Regions from separate parts of the Mus musculus genome. Here region 2 is linked to region 1. The links are chromatin contacts, called in public promoter capture Hi-C maps. All regions are on one chromosome and are shown on one strand. The core of a region is the stretch at or near the end of the contact, and the rest is flanking DNA. Distances in the headings are between cores, read along the strand shown.

What was found. Promoter capture Hi-C pulls out the DNA fragments that hold promoters and counts their contacts.
Region 2: a contact with region 1 is called in a promoter capture Hi-C map of erythroid cells, with 9 times the contacts expected there. The contact joins the promoter of Smdt1 here to the promoter of Rpl3 in region 1. A contact is called at or near these places in 1 of 39 promoter capture datasets (erythroid cells) and 1 of 484 Hi-C or Micro-C datasets (B cells).

Annotation. Positions count from the first base shown.
Region 1 is chr15:80,081,035-80,087,357 of GRCm38.p6, reverse strand. Rpl3 (ribosomal protein L3) reads left to right here and starts at 3,952. Exons shown (of 10, transcript NM_013762.2): 1 at 3,952-4,034; 2 at 4,776-4,968; 3 at 5,575-5,743. The coding sequence starts at 4,032. Snord43 (small nucleolar RNA, C/D box 43) reads left to right here and starts at 4,452; the gene lies at 4,452-4,499. LOC115488570 (a small nucleolar RNA gene) reads left to right here and starts at 6,272; the gene lies at 6,272-6,323.
Region 2 is chr15:82,342,880-82,349,202 of GRCm38.p6, reverse strand. Smdt1 (single-pass membrane protein with aspartate rich tail 1) reads right to left here and starts at 3,157. Exons shown (of 3, transcript NM_026914.1): 1 at 2,934-3,157; 2 at 1,163-1,303; 3 at 141-360. The coding sequence starts at 3,119. The coding sequence ends at 1,166. Pheta2 (PH domain containing endocytic trafficking adaptor 2) reads right to left here. Exons shown (of 2, transcript NM_177391.4): 2 at 3,493-6,144. The coding sequence starts at 5,921. The coding sequence ends at 5,142.

The DNA of each region.
Region 1 (6,323 bases), core at 2,703-5,202:
TGCACCATGCCTGCCTGGATGCTGCCATGTTCCCACCTTGATAATGGACTGAACCTCTGAAACTGTAAGCTAGCCCCAATTAAATGTTGTCCTTTATAAGAGTTGCCTTGGTCATGGTGTCTGTTCACAGCAGTAAAACCCTAACTAATACAACTGGAGAGAGGGCCCAGTGATTAAAAGCAAATACTGCTCTTGTGGTGGGGCAAAGTTCAGATCCTAGTAGTAACGCTGGGTGGCTCATAACTTATAACTACAGCTCCAGAGGGATCTGTTGCCTGCAGACTCCTTGGGTACCTGCATTCAAGTGCACGTGTTCAAACACTGACACATACATGTAAAACAAACAAACAAACAAATAACAGCCTCATTGCTCCTGATCATGGATCAGTCATGATCCATGAACCTGTTGTGTGAGAACTTCTGTAGGAAAGTGTGAATAAATATCTTTCACTCCAGAGATGACATAAATGACAGCCCAGAGAATGATTCCATATCAAGTCTAACTTGATGAAGCAATGAGTTGATTGAAGTTACTATAGGAGCATGGATGGCTCAAGGACAGTTAACTCCAGCACCAAAAAGCTCACTGGCAATCCTGGAGCTCTCTGCACAGCACCCAGGCAGCTCAATAGGTAGAAAAGTCTCTCTTCAGCAATTCTTAGTTTATATAACCTGTGAATCTGGTAAGCTTCAGGAACTTCCTGAGACTTGTGAGTTGCTTACTTTCTGAGTCTCAGGAACCTCCTTGCAGGACAGAATGTTTCATCTGGGAAGAAGTTGCTATGGTACAATACCTAGAGGTCTGTGCTTTCTCTTTATGGCTGTTCTGTGGGTCTGCATCTCCCTGGTTCCATTTTGTCTCTCTCGGGAAGAAAGAATAGAAGGTCTATGCCAGATGCCTGGACTTTTGTATCAAACGAAGGGCTTCATGCAGGCTAAGCAAATATTATACCAACTGAGCCAAATTTCTAGCCCCAAAGTTCTAATTTTTTTTTCTTTCTTTCTTTCTTTCTTTCTTTTTTTTTTTTTTTTTGGTTTTTCAAGACAGGGTTTCTCTGTATAGCCCTGGCTGTTCTGGAACTTACTTTGTAGACCAGGCTGGCCTCGAACTCAGAAATCTGCCTGCCTCTGCCCCCGGAGTGCTGGGATTAAAGGCGTGTGCCACCACGCCCGGCCGGCAGTTCTAATTTTCTAAAGGCGTTAATTTTAAATTTTATTTGAGTCAGGGTCTCATTATATAGCCTTGTCTGACTTATAACTACCTACGTAGATCAGGTTGGCCTTGAACTCACAGAGATCTGCTTGCTCTGCCTCCTAAGTGCTGAAATTAAAGACATGTGGCCCTATACATGGCTTGAAGACTTGATTTTTTCTTTTCTTTTCTTTTCTTTTCTTTTTTTTTTTTTAAGATTTATTTATTTCTTACATGTAAGTACACTGTAGCTGTCTTCAGACACCCCAGAAGAGGGCATCAGATCTCATTACAGATGGTTGTGAGCCACCATGTGGTTTCTGGGATTTGAACTCAGGACCTTCGGAAGAGCAGTCAGTGCTCTTAAGTACTGAGCCATCTCTCCAGCCCCGACTTGATTTTTTCTAAATATATTTTAGAATCAGTTTATGAGTTTTCCCTAGTCTCATGTAGTAATCAAGGATACCTTTGATCCACTGACCCTGCAGCCTCTCTTACCAAAATTGCACCAACTTACCTGTCCTTATTCTAAATTGTTAAAGGAGGCTGCCTTGAAGACAGGACAGAACCAAAGAGCTTGAGAACTGCCACATGGCCAGGAAGTATTTGTGGACAGAGAACAGGATCAAAGATCAAAACCTGATTCCCAAAAGGCTGGTGTTACTTTTTGTTGTTGTTGTGTTTGTTTGTTTCTTGGTTTTTCAAGACAGGGTTTCTCTGTGTAGCCCTGGCTGTCCTGGAACTCATTTTGTAGACAAGGCTGGTCTCAAAATTCACCTGTGCCTCCCAAGTGCTGGGACTAAAGGTGTGTGCCACCATGCCCGGCTCCTACTCAAAATCTTACACATGGCAGCTTACAACTGTCTGTAACTCCAAGCTCTGACAGCCTCACACAGACATATGTGCAGACAAAATACTGATGCACATAAAATAAAAATAGATAAATTAAAAAAAAAAAAAGAAAGAGGGAAGGAAAGAAGGGCTGGAGAGGTGGCTCAGTGGTTAAGAGCATTGACTGCTCTTCCAGAGGTCCTGAGTTCAATTTTCAGCAACCACATGGTGGCTCACAACCATCTGTAATGAAATCCAATGCCCTGTTCTGGTGTGTCTGAAGACAGTGACAGTGTTCACACCTAAATAAAAAAGAAATAAATCTTAAAAAAAAAGAAAAGAAAAGAAAAGAAAGCCAGGACGGTGGTGGCGCACGCCTTTAATCCCAGCACTTGGGACGCAGAGGCAGGCAGATCTCTGAGTTCGAGGGCAGCCTGGAGCCTGGTCTACAGAGTGAGTTCCAGGACAGCCAAGGCTTCACAGAAAAACCCTGTCTAAAAAAAAAAAAAAAAAAAAAAAAAAGGAAGAAAAAATAATTCTTCTTTTGGGACTGGAGGGACGTCTTAGGAATTAAGGGCTCTTGCAGAGGACCAAGGTTTGGTTCCCAGCACAACAACCATCTGTAACTCCAGTTCCAGAGGGTTCCATACTCTCTTCAAATCTCCCCGGTACTGCACATATGTGGTGCACGTGCATAAATGAGGAAAGCACTCATAAATATAAAATTAAAAAGAGCTTATTTAAGATATTCTTAAGTGGCGCTCCTCCACTTTCAGAAATTATTTTTTAAATTTTAATAAACCTATGTTGCTGTTCGAAAAATAAATTCATTAAGAATCTTGATCTGGAGAGATGGTTCAGAAGTTAAGAAAACTTGTCATCCCACGGGACCCAGGTCTAGTTCACAGCATTAACAACGGTCCAGGGGGATCTGACACTATTTTGACTTTTTTTTTTTTTTTTTTTAGATTTATTTATTTAGTGTATATATGAGTATAGAGGTCACCTGATCCCATTACAGATGGTTATAGGCCACAATATCGTTGCTGGGAATTGAACTCAGAATATCTGGAAGAACAGTCAGTGCTCTTAACCATTGAGCTATCTCTCAAGCCCTTATTTTTTTTTAAAGATTTATTTTTATTTTATGTATATGAGTACACTGTCGCTGTCTCCAGACACATCAGAAGAGGGCATCGAATCCCAGTACAGGTGGCTATGAGCCACCATGTGGTCACTGGGAATTTAACTCAGGACCTCTGGAAGTGCAGTTGGTGTTCTTAACTGCTGAGCCATCTCTCCAGCCCGGTTTGACTTCTGAAAATGTCACGCACGCCCGTGGCGCACATTCGTACACACGGGGGGGGGGGAACCTCACACATTTGTAAATCTGAAATTAAGAACAAAATATGAACGGGACATGACATCTGGAGACTGAATTGGCAGAGACAGGACTTGAGGGAGATGTGCCCGAAATCATGGCGCATTAAAGGCATGGCTTGATTGGAAGACTGAGAGCAATGTTGGTGATCACATCAAAATCACTGGTTAGGTAAAAGAGCAGTTTCATTCAGTCTATCTTAAGAGCTCACGAGAACAACGCAGTCAGTTGTCTCACACTAAGCCTGCTTCAACGCCGTTGTTTTCGTTGCTGTGTGGGACTAGCCCTGTGTGATTCCGTTCTAGAAGTGAGAGGAAGCACAATGCCTCCATTTTTCTTCATTATCATGAAATTTGGCTGCTGCAGAACGCCGTAGTTCTTTACATTCTAAACCTCAGCGTCGACGAGGCGTTTCGCTAAGCTTGAACCCAATCATTCTCCGTAGACCCTATTTGTCAATCCTAGTGGGCGGGAAAAATGTGTGTAAAATGACATTCGATGCGCGCCCTTCGACCCGACGCCTATGCGTCAACACGTTCGCACGCTCAGGGGGCGGAGCCATCACTTGGCTTTATATAGCCTGCACTGGCTCCTGGTCGCTCTCTATCTGCGGCGTGTGGCGGCGAGATGGTACGTATGGCCATGCTGCCTTCTAACTTGGTCTCCTGTGGGCCTGGCTTGTATTCACCTCCCATCGGCGCCATCCCTGGCTCGCCAATCCTGAAAGGATGTAATAGGGGATCGATGTGAGGGCCGCGACCGTCCGGAAATTCAGGGACCTTAACGGCCTTACGGAGGATGTGTGTGGGACCGGCCTGGGCCTGTGTGCGACCCATTTGATATCAGCGTAATCCTAAGGGACTTATGGAATGGGCTGTTTTGTGCTTAATTCGAGGGTAGTGGTCAGTCTGGTAGGGATGGCCCAGGTCTTTAGGAATGCATTGGTTAAGTGGAGAAATTTGGCAAATCGGGTCGGGTCTCCATTTTGGAATGTTATAAGAGTGGAAGGTGCATCTCTAGAGTTCTCAGAAGCCACAAATGATGAACCTTTTGACGGGCGGACAGAAACTCTGTGCTGAATGTCAAGTTCTGATTTGGCTTTAGGAGGGAGTGTTTGAGGCCGACTTGCATTAGACTCCATCTTGATACGCCATGTTGCCATTTAGTCACATGGGATACTCTTGAAAGTTCACCCATCGAGGTTTTAGTATAACTAAGCTGTTTTGTGTTTGAAAGGCATGGAAACTAAAAGCATTAAGCTGAAGTCTTATTGCAGTCTGTCCTCTGATACAATTCCTTTAAATGTGGAACCCTCCTTTGGGCTTGATTGGAAGACTGAGAGCAATGTTGTGATCTCTCCCTTTACCTCAGTCTCACAGGAAATTCTCAGCTCCCAGGCATGGGTCCTTGGGCTTCCTGCCTCGCAAGCGCAGCAGCCGGCATCGTGGGAAAGTGAAGAGCTTCCCTAAGGATGACGCTTCCAAGCCCGTTCACCTCACAGCCTTTCTGGGTTACAAGGCTGGCATGACCCACATCGTCCGGGAAGTTGACAGGCCAGGATCTAGTATGTACAGTACTTCCTTGTCCAACTTGGGCTGTGTGTAATTTTGCCTGTAGTTACAGTAAATTCCCAAAGGAGCACAATAGCTTCATCCTGGGGTGCTTTGTGGTAAGTCTAGAACAAAGCCTGACTTAGTGTGGTAGTGCCCACACTAAGGGAGCCTAGAAGTGTTTTGGCCTAGCGAAATTTAACACAGATTCCTGTGCAGAGTCCTGTTGGGGTAGTTGGTTGTTTCCATGCCAGTGCCTGTTATCAACCCTAGGTACTCTGAAAAGGTAGACACATTTAACAAGTGTATTCTGGACATGAAACCAGACTAGTGATAAAGCTCCTCTTTGAGACAGTCTAGATAGCACATGGCATTTTGCTACTTCAGTGGTGATAGTCACCACCTGGCATGGTGCCTGTTAGCAGCCTTGCAAAGTAAGTGGAGGTTAGAAACTTTGGCTCAATTGTTAAAAGCTGCAGTTGGAGAGCCCGCAGTTCTGAAGAGCAGTCCTGGAAGGCCCAGTATTCTGATGCGGAGACAGCCATTCTGTCTAAATGGATGCTTGTATGTGCTGGGGTATTTGTGCTCCCACTGAAGCTTATGCCTGTTTGTCTTCACAGAGGTGAACAAGAAAGAAGTCGTGGAGGCTGTGACCATTGTGGAAACTCCCCCAATGGTGGTTGTGGGCATTGTGGGATATGTTGAGACCCCACGAGGCCTCCGGACCTTCAAGACTGTATTTGCTGAGCACATCAGCGATGAGTGTAAAAGGCGCTTCTATAAGAACTGGTAAGAGGCTCTTGGGTTCCCTTAGAAGTAAGGGACACTCTGAGCTGGGATGTAAAGTGAAGGAAGTTGGATCAAAGGTTTTTTGAACCAAAAGCTGACTGTTAACCCTTGAGGGTGCTGGTCAGTCCTGGTTAGCAGAAGTGTTAGAGTTGCTTTGACACTGAAGTGGCAGGGAAGCTGGAAAACAAGACATCCTGCATCTGGGCCTTAGTGTGAGGTAATCCTTTGAGGCTTGGATGCTGGCCTTGTCTGTACTAGATAGGTCCCCTGCCTCTGGCCTGAGCCCCTGACTTCCACTACTATGAGATGTGCCCCCAGATAAAGGGATGTTCTGGTGCCCTGGAGCAAGAGTTGTGTGTTGTGTATATTTGTGGCTTATATTAACCTGTGGACCTCTGCTCAGCTCCGCTCGGCTCTGCCCGATGAGCTTCATCCAGGCTCCGCTTGCCGGTGGAAAAGGCTCCTTAGAAGCCGGCAATGAGCCCCATCCCCAAATGGTGCCAGTCTGCCTTCCTCTCACCTGTTGCAAGGGTGATGAAGGCCTGCACCGGGCCCCTCCCCCAACTGTGCTCTGCTCCTG
Region 2 (6,323 bases), core at 1,908-4,407, 2.3 Mb before region 1:
ATCTCAGTCCTCCTCAATTGCCTCTGTGGTTGTACAATAGCCTGGATGTCCTGGCTCTACACCAGGTGCTTCTTGGACACGGAAGAGACAATAAAGTGCAACCAAGCCTGCTGGGAGTGAGAAATGGGGACGACCTCTCATCATACATGACTCATTTATTATACACTCCTAATTTGCTTGCTTGTTATTTCCAGTACTCTGTGGACAGCCGTGAGGGAGCCTCCCAAAGCACAGGACTCTGGGCTCTTGTCACAAACCATGAGGAGGTGAGGCTGAGGGCTTTCCTTGACCCTTCTGCCGACGGGAGGGAGCTGAGCATGCCACCACATCATCAGTGCTTTCTCCTGTGCTCCCTGTGCCCTGTAAGAAAGGCGTGCATCAGTCACTTGTAAGACAGCCTCGCACAGCCCAGAGTAGTCTCAAGCCCACTGTAGCCAAGGAGGATCTTGAAGTTCTGGTGTTCCTGCCTCCACCTCCCCGGTGCTGGGATTACTGCTGTGTGCCACCAGGCCTGGGGCATTTCTGTTTTCTGAGATAAGTTCTCCTGTTAACCCCTGAGCTGTGCCTCTACTTCTGCAGTGCTGGGATCACAAAAGCTCAAGATCCCACACCAGGCTTTAGCAGCAGTCACTTCCAAATAGGGTAAAGGAAGATGACAGGATTACACGGTGGAAGGAGGATGGGCCAATACTTGGAGATGGGTAAGGATGTGGGTAACTCAAGAAACAGCGGGGGAGGAGGAGAAACCATACAAAGCAGCTTTAACAATGTAAAGTAGGAAGTGAGAGTTCCTGTGGTATGCCTTCCTGGATCACCCTTTGCCCATCTCCTTACTGGTATCTTCTGCATTCCCTTTCCTCTCCTCCATCATTTGCTGTTTTATCCCTCCATCTCTGAGGCAGAGATTGCATGACTTCATGAAATAAAAAGCACATTAAGAGAATGTCAGTTGACTGAAGTCCATCAAGGACAATGAGAAGGCCACTGAGGACCTTAACCTAGTGGGAGTGTAAGTCATCCAACATGAGAGAGAGTAAGTCTCGAGTGGTGAACCCACTGCTGCTCCTGCCCTGAGGGTTCAGATGGTGCCGCAGGCCAGAGCACCACAGAGCAGATCATCCGCCTGCTGCTTCTGCCCATTTACAAGAAGGGCAAGGATTACCTGTTAATCGTCGTCGTCGTCATCCTCTGGGACAAAAATGTCATGTTCCTCAAGCAGAGCAGCGAAGTTCTTGCTGATGAGTGTCCCGACATAGAGAAAGGGGATCACAATGGAGAACACTCGGAGAAGACCAAAGGACATCTGCAGAGAGAAGAATGGGTGCACTCCGGGAGACCAGTGGCTGCGCCCAAGCCTCCAATGGACTACTGATCCCCACACCACTCGATTTTTAAAGTCTTTGAAGAAACTCAGAGCAACGAAGAGACAAAGTGAGTTTTATGGCCACCAAAATGGATATCAGAAAGAAAAACATAAAGCTAAACTAAATTTAGGAAACTAAGCAACTCAAAATTAGGGGCCAAACCTAATTCCTTGCAAGAACCATACAAAGTTAGGTGAGAACACTAGGCTGGCTGGGCTCTAACCAGCTCTCTCCACCCAAAAGTGAGTTCCGGGGCTGGAGGGATGGCCCAGTGGTGAGGAGCACTGACAGCACTTCTACAGGACCTGGTTCTCAGCACCCACGTGGCCTCTCACACGCAAGTAACTCCAGCTCCAATATGGCACAGTCTCTTCTAGCATTTGTGGGCATGTGGCACTTAAGTGCTACACAGACATACATGCAGGCAAAACATGCATACACATAAATAAAACTCGAGTTAGGAGGAGGTGTGTGCACTGATGGGGCCTCTCACCTCCTTCTCTTTTAGCTGGCTCCTGCTGCTGAGCAACCTTGCTTCACAATTAATGTTAAAAGCTCGCAAAGGCAACATGGACGGAAGGAATGCCAATGAGATTTCACCGGTATTAGCTTCCTGCTTCCCCTAGCTGTGACTTTTTATACAGCAGCTGCACATTTTTGCTTCTCGCTGGAACCCTGACTGGGGTCAACTGCTACCGCTCAGGCTTGCTCTAAAGACTTTTGTTTTCCCTTCGACTCCATACGGCCATGCCGTCAAAAAGCACACCTTTGGTATAAGAGACTTCCCATTTTTCCTTTGGGGTACCGAGGGCAAGTGACAAGAGTTCAAGTATGGAAAAACCAGGATGTGGTCTCTGGTTGTCAAGACCTAACTCCTAGCTTTGGATGCTGGCTTCAGGGCTCTGCCCTGACTTCATCTGTAAAACCTACACATTCCTCAGCACAGAAGGTCCTGCTCCCACATCCCCCTATCCGTTCTCCTTCATTTCCTTTTTACTAAGTATATTACTTCCGCATTCCCTTCCCACTCTTTCAGTAATTTATTCTATGTGCATTGGTATTTTGCCTCCTCGTGTATGACTATGCGAAGATGTCAGATCTTGAAGTTACTGATAGTTGTAGCTGTCCTGTGGTGATGGGAGTTAAACCTGGGTCCTCTGGAAGAGCAGAGTTCCTAAGCTCTGAGCCATCTCTCCAGCTCTCAGGATTGTTTTATCCCATCACCTTTGAGGCAGAGATTGCATGACTTGTATAAATCGACACAAAGCCTTTCTTCTGACCCTGAAGAAATAGGTCATTATGTCCCTCAAGATAAGAAATTGCACATTTCGCTGCTGCCTTCCAGCTTCTGTGTCCAGGAACCCAGCTTAACAGTGAGTTTTATGGAAACATTTTCCTCCACCTGTCAAAGTCAGCAAAACCCAGCTGCACAAATTGAGTCCTATGTCCGGTCCCCAGTCTATGCCAATACTATGATTGGCCTCTGCGCCTGTCAATCAGGACAGGTCACATGCACTCCCCCAATCACCGGCCTCAATCCCTTCGTCCCGCCTCAAGACAGACACTCACTTTCACCGGCTTGGGCAAAATGGCGCCGCTGCGAGTGACGATGACTGACCTCGACGGTACCTGGCTGAGACCTGAGCTGCCCGGTACGGTGTAGACATCGCCACCTCTCCTCCCCCTCGGCCCGCTCCAGAGAGCCCCGGGTCGAACTGCAACCCAGGCCAGCCGCCGAGCCGCCGTGGACGCCATCTCCAGCTCCGCCCCTCGCCGGGAGCCACACCCCACGCATCCAAGGCGGCCTCTGGCAGAAACTTTCTCCAAAACTCGCGAGACTCGTGACACACACGGGAAGCACCGCCCTCCCGCCTGCGCAGAGCACGCATTCGTATGCCGGTGGGAAAGTCCTCGGCGCCCGGACGACGTAGTGACGTCAGGAGAAGGACGCCCCTCCCGGACTCCAGAGGGCGGGGCCGCCAGGGCTCCCTTTGTAGGTGTTCCCGCCCCTCACCTCGGGAAGACTTGAATTAAGGAACCAGAATGTGTAATGAAAAACTCTACTTGGTATCTGAATTTATATATATATATATATATATATATATATATATTTTTTTTTTTTTTTTAAGGTAACAAAAAGTTAACAAAAAGCTGGGCGAAGTGGCGCACACCTTTAATCTTACACTACTTGGGATGCAGAGGCAGGAGGATCTCTGTGAGTTCAAATCCAGTAAGTTCCAGGACAGCCGGAGCTACGTAGTGCGGCGAAAAAAATCAAGTTAACAATAAATAGCTCATGGTTTCTGTGGACATTGGTACAATGGGTGCAGTGGACAGCGGGCTTCCCCTACAGATCTAGGGAACAAACAAATAGACGGATTGGCCTGATGGAGGTCATACCACCAAGCCAGGTTCTTGGACTCAATTGTTAGCCTCAGACACCAGCTTTGCAACTCAGGCTCCTGATTCTTCATTTGTAAACACGTTGATTGTAATAACCAAAATTAACTTTCTGAGAGGGTCTCACACATAGCCCAATCTAGCCAAAAAACTCGCGGTGTTGTCAAGGATGCTTTTGAACTCCTGATCCTCCTCCACCTCTTTGCTACCAACCGGGGAACTTTACCGTTCTGGTTATAAAGGGAAGGGGGGAGGGGAGGCTAACAGGCCTTCCACCAGGTCCTGCTGCAAAACAAACACCAAAACCAAGTGAGGTGTGGCACTCCTATCTATAATCCCAGCAGATTGCCATGCTAAGGAGTTCCAGACCTGCGTGGGCTACAAAGACTTGGTCTCCAAAAACCAAAACTATTAAAAGAGCAAACACTAACTACTGTGACAAGAAACTTAGCAAAGGTACCTGTGTGTACAGTGAGGGCAGCTGGCTATGAGGTTACAAGCAGGCTTGAGAAACATAGCCCTGACCAGAGGAACCATGGAACTCAGTCTCCTGGAGGCAAAATCCAGCCTTTAGGCCTTGTTGGATTTGGGTCAGGCTGGCCCAAGGCCCCAGATAGGGAAAGGAGGGAGGTCAGGAAGAGTCCAATTTTGTTTGGGAACGGTATACATCTCTATTGAGCCACAGCCACTGTCACTACATCTATATAAAGGGGACAGACGGGCCTGGTTTCTGGCTCTGTAGACCTAGCCATCTGACCTTAGAGCTAAAGAAAAAGATACTTGGAATGACACGGGACAGAGTAGCTATGAGAGCCCTCAGCAGACAAGCCTTAGGAACAAGCGGGCTAGGTAACAAGAGTCCCTACAAGTTGCCATGACGACAGGTCAGGTCTTCTATATAAAAGGCTGCCTGCCTCCCTGCGGGCAATGTCCAGCACTATACATGGACAGGGCAGCAGCGGGAGAGAGAACAAATCCCTCTTTAGCACCTAAAGACCTTCTCCTACAGAGAGCCCTGCCCAAGCTACAACGATGTCAGTCTTCAAGCCACTTCCTGTCACCTCTGGCATGGAGATGCCCAAGACTTCTTGTGTTGGACTTTATGGCTAGAGAGCAGAGCCCCACTTCCTGAATTATATTATCTTCCCATCAACCACCTGGCCTTTCTAGACCTCAGAAAATAAGTAGGGAGCCATGATTCTTCAGTTCATGCCAGCGAGAGGGGAGGATCTGGAAGCTAGAGAAAGTCTACAGAGCAGGGGAACACACACACACACACACAGAGCAACCTGGTAAATGAGTAAATATTTAACCCCTGACGTTCTGACCCCGGCATCCTGACCAGCAGGACAGGGCCATAGCTTAAAGGGCTCTGGCTCAGGGCCTATTCTGTGACTTGTTCTCTGTCTGGCTTCCTTTTGCCCTTTGCTGCCACCCTCGCCTCAGCTCCATGATCTCCTTCCCATACCAGTCATGCAGGGTAGAGAAACAGGAGCTCTCAGGGGACACGGGGCTCTGTCCCATGCTTAGGAGGAGGCTAGCAGGGCCCTGTAACTCCCACTCGGTCAAATCCCGACCTATTGGCCGGATCCCCCTTTCTTCCACAGTACCAATGGAACTGCGGTCCCTGGGGAGAAAGTGGCCGTTCTCAGGGTCTGGAGCTCGGTGGTCAGGAGCCTGAGATTTACTACAATTGGCAACAGCCCTCTGGGATGCACAGCGATGCAAGGCCAGGCTCTGACGGGCATCCTGCAACTGGCTCTCCAATTCTCGCACCACAAGTCGCATGTAGCCAAAGCTGGCTCGGGACAGTGCCTTCACCCATGCCTCTTGGGCAGCCTGCCCATCTGCTGCCAGCAGGTGTGGGCGCACTCCAGGGGCATCAAAGCGAATAGCGAAGGCGAACTCCTCGGGTACAGGAGCCTCGGCCAGCTCCACCGTGCAGCCTTCCAATACCACAAGACTCAGCGGGACCCGGCTCTCTCTAGTCTCGAAAGAGAATAGCAGATTGCCCTTGAGAACAAACCAGTATCTTCGGCCAGTGCCACTGGGAGTGGGTGGGGAACCTGGTCCTCCCCAACTACGCAGAAAGCCAGTGTGGTCTGCCGGAGAATCACTCAGCGCATAGTGGGCCACACTCCTCTTGTTCAGCTTCATGGCTCCCACGAGAACAGTGAGATAGAGAGATGGTAGCACCCGCAGGGAAGGACCCAGCTCAGAAGACCAGCAGCCCAGTCCTGTGGCTCCTACAGACCATGTTCCTGCAGTTCTCAGACTTCAGCTGAAGGACTAGTCTTCCTTGCCTTTCATCTCAAAAGTCTTATAAGGGTCACCAAAAAAATTTAAAAAAAAAAAAAAAAAGAACCTGGACATCAAAACACTGTAACAAAAAAGACAATAGTTGTATCAGGAGAAGAGCCCAACATGGTGCTTTGTTTGTTTGAAGACAGAGTCTCATAGCCCAGGCTGCTCTTGAACTCACTATGTAGCCAAGGATGTCTGATCTGAATTCAGCTTCTGAGCTGACTGTCCCCATCTGCCCAGTTCTTCCTGCATACC